Linked DNA regions of Sus scrofa: region 2 is linked to region 1. Evidence: chromatin contacts called from public Hi-C data. All regions are on one chromosome and are shown on one strand. The core of a region is the stretch at or near the end of the contact, and the rest is flanking DNA. Distances in the headings are between cores, read along the strand shown. Region 1 holds the start of TAF5L (TAF5-like RNA polymerase II p300/CBP-associated factor-associated factor 65 kDa subunit 5L). Region 2 holds the start of RAB4A (ras-related protein Rab-4A).

Region 1 (5,186 bases), core at 758-3,257:
CTTCTGTAACCTATTTGTTCACTGATACACATACCTAGTTCAGAATATGAGATGTTTCCAAACATAAAAGAAATGCTGACTGAGGTTTTGTAGCAAAAGAACTTTGTTAATCAAATACCTGACTACTTACTTTTTCTCACTGACACTACTTTTAACTTTCCAACCATGTTTCCTTCCCCAATCTTTTCTCAAATCTTTAAAAATTTTATTTAAATGTCAATACGCAATTTACATAAATGATCATCACTTTAGGTTACAGTAATGTAACTTTCACATTAAACTTACTTGTTCTTTATTTGGAAGAACGCACTGGTGAGAAATCCAAGCAAAGTGAGCTAGTTTTAGTTTATCTTCCCAGGAAGTTGTCTTGCTTTTAAGCTTAAGAGAAATGCCAGAATAAACAGCAGCCATTGCTGTACTTTACCTGCAATTTAAAGCAATGGAAAAAAAAATTACATTAAGTCCAAACTTAAAAGGCATCAGAAAATGAACATTATGTATCTTATGGTCTACATAACCCGTAGTCTTTAAAAAAAATTTTTTTTGTCTTTTTTTCCTTCTTCTTCTTTTTGTTTTGGTCTTTTGTCTTTTAGGGCCGTACCCACAGCATATGGAGGTTCCAAGCCTAGGGGTTGAATCAGAGCTGTAGCCACTGACCTATGTCACAGCCAGTCTGAATCTGAGCTGCATCTGCCACCTACACCACAGCTCACCACAATGCCGGATCCTTAACCCACTGAGTGAGGCCAGGGATGAAACCTGCATCCTCATGGATACTAGTCAGATTCATTTCTGCTGATCTACAATGGGCATTCCCCTAAAAATTTTTTTTCCTTTTAATGAAATTAAAATGCTATCAGGCATAAGTCTACAGATAGATGCTTGAGTCCATCACCTTGGGAGAAATTCAGATGAAAGCAAACAGAAGATGGATTACACACAAGTATTCCTGCTGTGCTCCAACACCACATCCTCAGAGGTTAGTTCGCAGAAATTCAAAGGGACAAAACCCAAAGTGTTCACAGAATTTCTGAAAAGATTCATTCATACTTGGTTTTAGATGGAAAAAGTAAATTTCTTCACAAATGCTTCATAATATACTATGTATCAGGACCAGCTCCTTTCAACAGTTTAAAGAGACAAGGAGGCAGTATTTGGACATAGTAATATTTCCTCAAGTACAAAATAAATACAGTATAAACCTAGTTCCAATAGAAAGATTTATTCCAGCTGCAACAGTAACGTCCCAGTATAACTTGATCCACAGCTCTTCTGAAAGACTCTACAAAATATAGCTACAAAATTAACATGAAAAAATACCAATATAACAAAATCACGAATGAAAAAAGAATGCAAACACTCCAACCACCTATAATCCCATAAAACTGAGGCATTTATAGTTTGAGTTTCTAAGTCATAGCAAAAAGGGCAAATATATCAGATTAAATCATTTGCATTATATAAAAGTAAGCAAGTCAGTTCCTTAGGAGAGAAAGTTTTTCATGATACTTAATACTGAAATAAAATTATCATAAAAACAAAACACGGCCAAGGAAATACCAGAAAAAGATCGCAGCCCCATGACTCTATTTTAAATACTGTCAAACCAAAAAGAATTTGCTGGATCACTGAATGTTTTAAATCTAAGAGGTCTGAGGTCCTACAGACCTACCTTCAGAACTAGTTCTTAGTAGGTATCTTTACAGGGAATAAGCAAAAATCAGATGAAAGACATTCAGCAGAGTAATTTTCACTCTACTGCAGACAACAGAACAAGTCAAGTGCTGTCAGTCACCCTATAGTCAAAACGTCCAACATCCACTCAACAGCTACTTACTGAAATTCTAAATCCAATGTCATTGAGACAGCTACAAAGTACTTAAAAACTGTTTGCAAAATTGGCTACAAAAATACCCCAGACACTCCCGGAGTCTACCCACTCTTCCACTCTCAAGGCCCCGCGGCGATCTTTGCAAGAGAGTGTGAAAAGCCCGTTGCTGACAGCAAGGCTGCGTCAGCACTCACGCGCGGCCGCACTGAATCTACGGAATAGAAGGGAGCCCAGTAGCCAAAATCAAGAGAGCAGAGCCAGGAGTGATGGGAGCGAGCCCAGAGCGGGCTGACCGGGGGCGGGCGGTCCCAAGGTGAGCAGCCCCCTCGGGGCCGACTCGGGATAGGGACCGCAGGAGGGGCGGAGGGCCGGGCCAGGAGCGTGCTCACCTCAGCGCCGGCCCCAGGTAGGGAGCTCTCCTCAGGTCTCTCCTGGGTTGGGGCTCACCTGCAGGCCGTCCCCAGGTGAGAAGCTCACGCACACTCCGCCGGGACGGGCGGCGGGCAGTCCCCAGGTATGAGCTCTCCTGGCCGCCAGCCTGGGCCGGGGACCGCGTGTAGTGGAAGACTGCTACCTTGGGGGCGGCGGGACCGACCCCGGGCCCACCACGTGGGGCCGGCGGGTTCCTTCCGCCCGACGCCAGCGGCGCGGAGGCGGGGCGCGCTCGCCAGGCATCGCCAGCCGAGCGCCGAGGCACCGCGCCCATTGGCGGAGGCGGTGGCGCGTCGGAGGCCGGAGCGGCCCAGCCCGCGGCGGCTCCGCGTCAGTCAGTCATGGGGCGGCCGCCCAGAGCCGCCGCGGGGGCGGCGGGGCGCGGGGCGCGGGAGCCCGGCTGAGTCGGCCGGCGGGGCGCGAGCCTGCCGCGGAGTCGACGGAGGCGGACACGGGGAGAGCCCGGAGGCGGCGGCGGCGGGGGCAGCGGGGGCCGCCTAGGATGTTCAGTGAGTGGGGCGGCGGGCCGAGGGCGCGGCGGGCGGGCCGTGAGGCCTAGGAGGTGGGGGCGGGGCGCGGGCGGGGCGGCTGGGCTCCGCGGTCCCGCTCGGAGTCCTGCGGGCGGGGCGGGCGGCGCGAATGGCCGGGCGCGCGTCCCCGTCCCTTCTTCATTGAAGGCAAGGGAAGTGTTTTGGGGCGGAACTGGAGATTAAACTTCGCACATGGTGACTGTGGGTGGACGGGCGTGAGGTCAACCTTTGCACGGGGCGCGGGGGATGCCCACCTGCAAGGGCACGCAGGAGGTGGCCCCGCTCCTGACAGCCAGGTGAGGCGTGCGCCCCGCGGCGTCGCGGAGCCCTTCGGCGAGGCGTGGGTCGGGAGGCCGCCGCGGTGGGAGACCGCGGTGTCACTGTAGCCTTAGCGGAAGTGGAGCGCAGGAGGCTCCGTGTAGCCCTCCCTTCGGCGGTGGAAGTGTCGTTTCAGTGCGGATCTCGCAGCCTGCAAGGCTCCGGGATTCGGAGGGAATCCTGCCCGGCCCGAGCGCCGCTGGTCTTGAATCGCGGAAACTCTGACCTTGCGGGTTGAAATCTTGGAATGGTAATTCCCGTTAAGAAGAACCAGGTGCCTCATTGGGAGGAATGGTGGGGCGGAGTTTGCTCTTAAGTGATGCGAGTGTAGATACACCTGAGTTGTGGGGTAGGGGAGGACACGGGAGCCCTGTTTGAAAGTGGGAATAGGAAAAGTTTGGGCCACAGCTTTAAACTGGGAGCTTCTTAATGTAGCGAGTGGGTCTTGAGGATTACATAGACTTCAGGTAGAAACCATGTAACTATCTGTAACCTCTTCGAGCCTTCCTTTCCTCTTCTGTAAAATGGGGTAATGACTGGTAAATTGCAAGTGGACCTTTTTTAAAGGATGCCCGAAAAGGAATAATATAGGAGAAAGTGCCTGACAAATAGTGTTTTGTAGATAATAGTTATCAGCTATTTAAATTTCTTTTTTGGCAAAATACCTTTTAGGTTCCTTGTAGGCCTTAATTTTTTGTGTTAAATGTGAAGCATGTTAACTTTTGATTTCCTTTATAAATTATAAATCATTCCTGCCTCGAAAATCAGTTAAACTGGAAAACCAAAAGAGGGGGAGAACTTGCTGTGGGCATTTTGTTTGTTGTCACCAACAGTAAATCAGATTAATGTGTTTTGGAATAGCTGTGTTGCTTCTTCCTTCTGAATGTGTGAGTTTTGTGTTTGGTTCTGTCGCTGTGAAACTAAGGCCTCCCTTAACTAGTCAGTCGATGGTTTGGGGTTTTATTTTTGCAAGCAGTTGTCTTTCATAGGCTTTGAAGGACATCTCTGGAGAAAGGTTTTGTTTGTTTGCATGATTTCTTTTAACTGGAAGGAAGCCTAGAGGGTGCTCTCTTAAACCAGAATTACCCAGTGGACAGTGCTAGAAGCCGTTTCCAGCCTCCCCATGTGGCAGACAGCTTCTCAGCTAGTAACTGTTCTATCACTCTCTCAACAGGCATTGGTAAGCTTTCACTGTTGTAGCCCTAGAGAGGCCTGACCTAACGTAGAACCTTGTGAGCAGCAGGACACTGTGAAGGGTAAGAGCTCAAACCCTGCGGCCAGGTGGCCCGAGTTCCCATCCTGGAACTGCAGACTCTTGGGCACCTTGTCTGACTTCTTTGGGCCTCAGCTTTCTCATCTGAAGACTATTCCCTAGCTCATAGGCTTCTTTGAAGCATAAATGAGATAATCTTTGTAAAGTACTTAAAATAGTATCTCAAGCCCACTGGTAATAAATAAGCATTAGAGATTAGTAGTGGTGGTATTGGAAATAAATAGTGTGATTACTCTGATAGAGTTTTGTTCCTGGGTTTTGGTGGGTGGAGGGAATCACACTCAGGGAAGCTCGGGGGAGGAAAAGATGGCCTGGCTAGGCTGTGAAGCATGAGTGGGATATAGCCCTCCAGTTAAGGAAGCTTGACCAAAGCCCCTACAGCCAGAAGGCAGGGTGGTACCCACCTGTTCTGCAAACAAAGGCAGATCTGAGTAATCTCTAGAAGATGCAGTGGAGATTGGGTTTTGTTTTTTTTTTAATCCTCCACACTAGAGGAAGGAAGAAGTTTTAAGGCCGAGCACAGGTGAAGTCACAGCAGCTTTTTGGAAAGATTGCGTTTGTAGTGGTGTGGGGTTGGAAGTAGGGAAGGCCCAGCCACTGTCCAGGAAGCTTTGTGCCTGACTGTGACTCTGAAAGGAAGATGACTGCTTAGCAGACAGGCATTTTACTCCAGATCTAGAAGCCTGAGAAAACCCACAGATCATTCCAGGCAGGATTGCCTCTAAAAGTACCCCTCTGAGAATTCCTGTTGTGGTTTAGCAAGCCAGTTAAGAACCCAATTAGTATCCATGAGGATGCAGGT
Region 2 (5,186 bases), core at 1,692-4,191, 270 kb after region 1:
ACAACTGTCTCACAAATCTTGGTACCAGAAATTACTTAAGGCCAATTTGTGATCAGCCAATCTGGAGTTCCCTGGGATGCCCCAAGCCATACCAACTTTAAGAATGTTGCGAATCTAACAATATTTGGGAAACACTGTTTCAGTTTAGGCATATTCAGATTGAGGATTTCAATCAGAAATCTATGTGTTCGAGGTTTCGATTTTGTATTACAATATTATATAAAGTATTACATAATGTAAAGTATGCCCATGGTTGGTGCTTTCAAAGCAGCAAAATGTTGAACACTACAGCCAACAAAGCTGAAATACTGCTTTCATGTGCTGAAAAGCAGGTAGACAGAGCTCATTAACAGTATACCAGCAAGCACTGGTTCTTTATTTTTCATCATATCCCTGTCGAGCTACAAAGACTCCTTTTCCAGAAGAGAGAAAACGAGCACAGAGTACAAAGGAGTTTAAAGATTAGGCAAACATTCCTTTCCCAGCTACAGGCAAACGTCCGGAAGCAGGGAACCTGACTTACTTTGGGGAAACAATGCTGTGCAAATCTACCAATGATAAGTGAAGGTGACAGCTTAGGACTTGGTTTGGGGTGACTTTTACTTTGGGTTGGTACTTTCAAGTGCCATACTTGCGCTTTCCAAAACTAATTCTCTGTTAGCTTCATCTAATTTCCTCTGATGGAGGAAAGGATTAAATTTAGTTAGTGAAAAGTAAATGTATTTGGAAGGTATTATGAAATAAGAGCACTAAAGTTCAAAGCCTTATGGACAGAATTTGGTCAGTTATTTTGCGACACTCAATGAACTCTGTCTGAAGTAGAGATGCCATATTTTTTCAAGGGTGTCATTTCAGAGAAGATAAATGAAACATAAAAGCTCTGACTTCCAGTCCTTCTCACTAACTCATCACCCTACTTGGCAAGTTTTTTTTTTTTTCCCCTCTTGTGGCATGAGGAAGGTCCCAGACCAGGGATCAAACCAGAGCCACAGTAGGGACTTGGACAGCTGCAGTGACAATGCCAGATCCTTAACCCACTGACCCACATGGGAACTCCTCCATTTGGTTTCCTGAACTTTCTAACCCTCCCTTACGCTTTTTTATCCAGCTCACAGAAAAAAAAGTGTGGGGTAAGGAGCACTTGAAAATAAAGCAAAAACTAGGAGTTTCCTGGTGGCAACTTCCTTGTGGCAATGTTAAGGATCTGGCGTCACCACAGTGGCTCAAGCCGCTGTTGTGGCACAGTTCAATCCCTGGCCTGAGATCTTCCACATATCTCAGGTGCAGCCAAAAAAAAAAACAAAAAAACAAAAAAAGAAAAAACATAACCAAAATTTCAACACTTGCTGGAGAAGTGATGTCCTTTATGGAATCTGACTGTGGCTCTCTACAGAGAGAGGCAGACCTTGTGCATGTGAAGTGTGGTAGCATCAGACTCTGACAATACTGATCCTACAACCAGGGATGCCCAGTGGGACTTCCTAAGCCTTCCAGGAACAGATTCCTGCTCTCAGTGTTACTGAGAACAAGGCCAGCCCCAGATGCACTCCTTTTACAGGGACTCTGCAGCCCTTGGGGGCTGGGCCTGTGGGGACAGGTTAAGGCTGTCCTGGCCGTGCTGGTCAGGTCAGGTTTCTTTCTCACATAGCTTTAGAGACCACATTCCTTCAGAACTCCCACCTGGGTTCTTAACCCATCTTTAGTGTCACAACCAGATTAACACTGTACCCCCTACTGGGCTGTGAGTTCCCTGAGACCAGAGAAGTGCCTGTGGTGAGTTCTGCAGTGCTGAGGCACCACGCCATAAAACCAGTCCACATCTATCTGTTGATGGGAAGGAGCAGTAGGCCAGGACAAATGGAGGCAACAGGACTGATCTGACTAGAGGTAACTGAACTTGTGCATCTCCAGGGACTGTAAAACCCAAATCAGTCTTTACCTGAGAATGCATGCTTCTGAAAGAGAGATCCCAGACTAGCAAACACCTCTGCAGCCCTGACACAGAGCAGGGGTATACTACATTGTTTATTTTTACCACATAGGATTAAAACAAAAACAAAACATAATCGATGAATTGGAAAGGCTTTCTTTCACTCAAAAAACCTCTGTTGGGCGCCTCCAGGTTTGGGTGCTACCGAGGAAGCAAAGATTAAGCAGACAGGGCTCTGCTTCAGAGGTGTTTGTAAGTAGCCATAACGCAACCTGAAAGGTCCCAAGAGGAAGAAATGGATGAAGTCGCCTATCGACAAGCCCTTCTTGTAATCCCACTGCAAAGAAAGGAATTCCAAGACAGGAATGGTCAGACTGCAATAGTTGAGGAAGGAACACACTCAATTGAAGGCGTCGCCCTAAGTCCTTCACAACTCTAGCTGGGAACAATACCGCATATGAAACCGAATCTCGAACTGGCTTCCCAAACCCTAAGCTGTTGATGTTGAGTAAAAAAGGAAAACCCTACCGGCGTGAACGCGGAGGAGAAGCAAAAGGACACTCGGAGAAACAGATCACGTAGATGCGCGACCCACCGCCCGACCCACGCCCCCGACACTCGGATCCGCATCCCCGCGGCCTCCGCCCCGCCGCCCCCCGCCCCTTACCGTAGGTCTCGGACATGGCCGTCTGCGACATCTTGGGAGCGGCACCGCCTCTCGCCGGGTCACCGGCTGCAGCTCTGGCGGGGCCGGGGCCAGGAGGCCGGGGTCGCCCGCCGCGCCTCGGTGGGGGACGGCGAAGGGCAGGGCACTGGAGGAGGGAGGGGCCCGCGGTCCCCACGGCAACTGCCGGCCACCCCGCGGATGCGGCCCTGCCGGACTGCCGGCTCCGCGCAGGCGCACGGCCCCAGCTCCCCCGCCGGCCTGGACGCGGGGGAGGAGGAGGAGGAGGAGAGGGGGCGCGGGGCCCGGCCCCCAGCCCGCGGTCGCGCGTGCGCGCGGGGAGGCCGGGGCGGGCCTAGGGGCGCAGAGAAGCTGGGGCCGGTGCGGGCGTGGGTGGTAACGGGCGCGGGCGGGGCGGGGCGTGTGCGCGCAGAGACCGGACGCGCGGAGGGGCGTGGCCGGCCCAGTCCAGGTCGCAGGGGCGCGCAGGAGCTGGGAAGGGCGCGTCGGGGCAGGCGGTCAGCCGGCCCCGGTGATTGGGACTGGGACTGTAGGGTCCCAGCGGGCAGAGAAAGCCATTACCTGCCCTGGGGAGAAAGACAGTCTTGCCAGGTTGGCCGCCACCTCAGTAGAGACTTCTTCGTGGTTACCTGGCGTGCTCTGCCAGATAGAGACTTCCTCTAAGCGGTAGTGACCTGTCGGGGACGTGGTGAATGTGTAACCAGGAGTCCGCAACCCCAGGAGTCCGCAACCCCAGGAGTCCGACTGGAGGCCAACCCTAGGTGCGGGGAGGCGGGCTTACCGCGGGGGAGCTGAGCTCCGCTCAGAACCTGCCAGGCGCTCTTGGGGGGCCGAGCTGCTGTCGGCGGGACCGTCAGAAGCTCAGATGTGCGGGCTCTGAGGAAGCCCCAGAGGACTAGATATTGGCCCCACTGCTCGGCATTCAGGGGACTGAGGCCCCTGGACCGGAAGCCCCTCTTGGCGGGTGTTTGTCTAAGGGTAGGAGTCGCTGGTTGAACATTTTGATTTAAGGAGCACAGCTGAATTCAGAATCCCTTTCTGTGGGAAAAGTAGCCATAAACCAAAAAGTTGACTGGGAAGAGGACTTTGGTTGGGATTTTGCTCCATTGGAGCATGATCAGAGCCACATGGCATCTCATAAGACCCAATCCTATTCAGGAGTTCCCGTTGTGGCTGACCAGTAATGAATCCGACTAGTATCCATGAGGACGTGGGTTCAATCCCTGGCCTTGTTCAGTGGGTTAAAGATTGGGAGTTGCTTTGGGCTGTGGTGTAGGTCTCGGAGGCCTCTGGGATCTTGCATTGCTGCGGTGTGGAAGGCCAGCAGCTACAGCTCTGATTTACCCCAGCCTAGGAATTTCCATATGCTATGGGTGTGGCCCTAAAGAGACAAAGAAAAAGAAGACCCAAGCTTATTCAAAAGACCCAGTAGAATCCTAAAAACACGCCCTGGCTAAGCTCCCAAGTGGCTTGGCTGTGGGGGGAGTACCAGGAAATACATTTTTTTCAAGTCCATTTGGCTCTGTCCTCTAAATTGGCATCAGGCCTTCCATTCCCTGAGCCCTTTCGCCTCCTCCCCAATGACTCTCTGGCTCTGCATCACTGATTCTAATAGAAATAGATATCCTTGCTTCTAAATCGCAGAGAAGGCCACCTGCTGAAACATGGGGAGGACCGTAATACCCTAGAATTATTCTGCATGTGTCCCTTGTTCAGTGGCTTGGACACTGTTGCTTTCTTATTTGGCTTTTCCACAGGTCAGGTTTGATTTTCATTCCTGAGTGTATCAGACAGACACTGATTAGAACTATGTCAGAGGAAAGATGGTGATCCCATTCTTTACATTGAAGTTTTCTTCCTGTTGGGAACTTCTGTGGATAATAAGAAAGGAACCACTAGATTATTGACTGAAACTGGACCATGTGATGTGCGAAACCTGAGCAGGGTGATAGAAATAAAAATTAAGCAACGATTTCAAAGCTGAGAGCAGTTTTCCTTTCTGTAGAAAACGAATACTTAGGCCTTTGGGAAAAACTATTTGTTTTGCGAAAACCACCCAAAGAAGCCATTTTTGTGTTAGTTTGCAAATATAAAGCCAAATATCACAAGTTAGAAAGGGAAGTACTCAAGAACTGAGGTTTGAAGGAGACAAACTTCCTTGAATAATAATGTGAAAGTTGATTTGCATCTCAGTAACTTTGAATCTTTGAGAGATGATACATTTCTCCTAGATATTCTTAGAGACAGCTTTGGTTCTGAGGTACTGTTGATTATGTAGAAGGAAAACTTATTGCAAAATTAATTTGTGTTTTCTCCAATTATTTTCTCTTTTCTCTTCAGGAGAAGTTTCTAAAAGCCTAGGTGCATTGGAGATTCATCTAAGGGAAATGAAAGGAGAAGGATTTCTTCCAAAATAGGTCCTGCCCACACCTCCTCAGGTCAGTGGCACCTAAAAACACCTGGTACTTTCCTTTTTGTTCCTGGGCAGTGCCTCCCATTTAGTGATAAATTAGGATCCTCAGGGGCTGCCAGCCTCACAAGGAGTCCTGTTCCCCAGGACTGGCAGAGGAC

What was found. Hi-C and Micro-C count contacts between places; a contact is called where the count stands out from the background.
Region 2: a contact with region 1 is called in a Hi-C map of epiblast stem cells, with 2.1 times the contacts expected there. The contact joins the promoter of RAB4A here to the promoter of TAF5L in region 1. A contact is called at or near these places in 2 of 5 promoter capture datasets (fetal liver and liver), 5 of 47 Hi-C or Micro-C datasets (embryonic fibroblasts, epiblast stem cells, heart right ventricle and 2 more) and 2 of 2 datasets of contacts at active chromatin or transcription factors (alveolar macrophages and skeletal muscle).

The regions. Positions count from the first base shown.
Region 1 is chr14:60,252,495-60,257,680 of Sscrofa11.1, forward strand. TAF5L (TAF5-like RNA polymerase II p300/CBP-associated factor-associated factor 65 kDa subunit 5L) reads left to right here and starts at 2,008. Exons shown (of 5, transcript XM_013983234.2): 1 at 2,008-2,144. URB2 (unhealthy ribosome biogenesis protein 2 homolog) reads right to left here and starts at 1,968. Exons shown (of 11, transcript XM_021074277.1): 1 at 1,838-1,968; 2 at 286-424. The coding sequence starts at 411.
Region 2 is chr14:60,525,608-60,530,793 of Sscrofa11.1, forward strand. It overlaps RAB4A (ras-related protein Rab-4A), which reads right to left and starts at 2,942. Exons shown (of 8, transcript XM_001925483.7): 1 at 2,598-2,942. The coding sequence starts at 2,628. LOC102163174 (a long non-coding RNA gene) reads left to right here and starts at 3,022. Exons shown (of 4, transcript XR_002338974.1): 1 at 3,022-3,376; 2 at 4,956-5,053.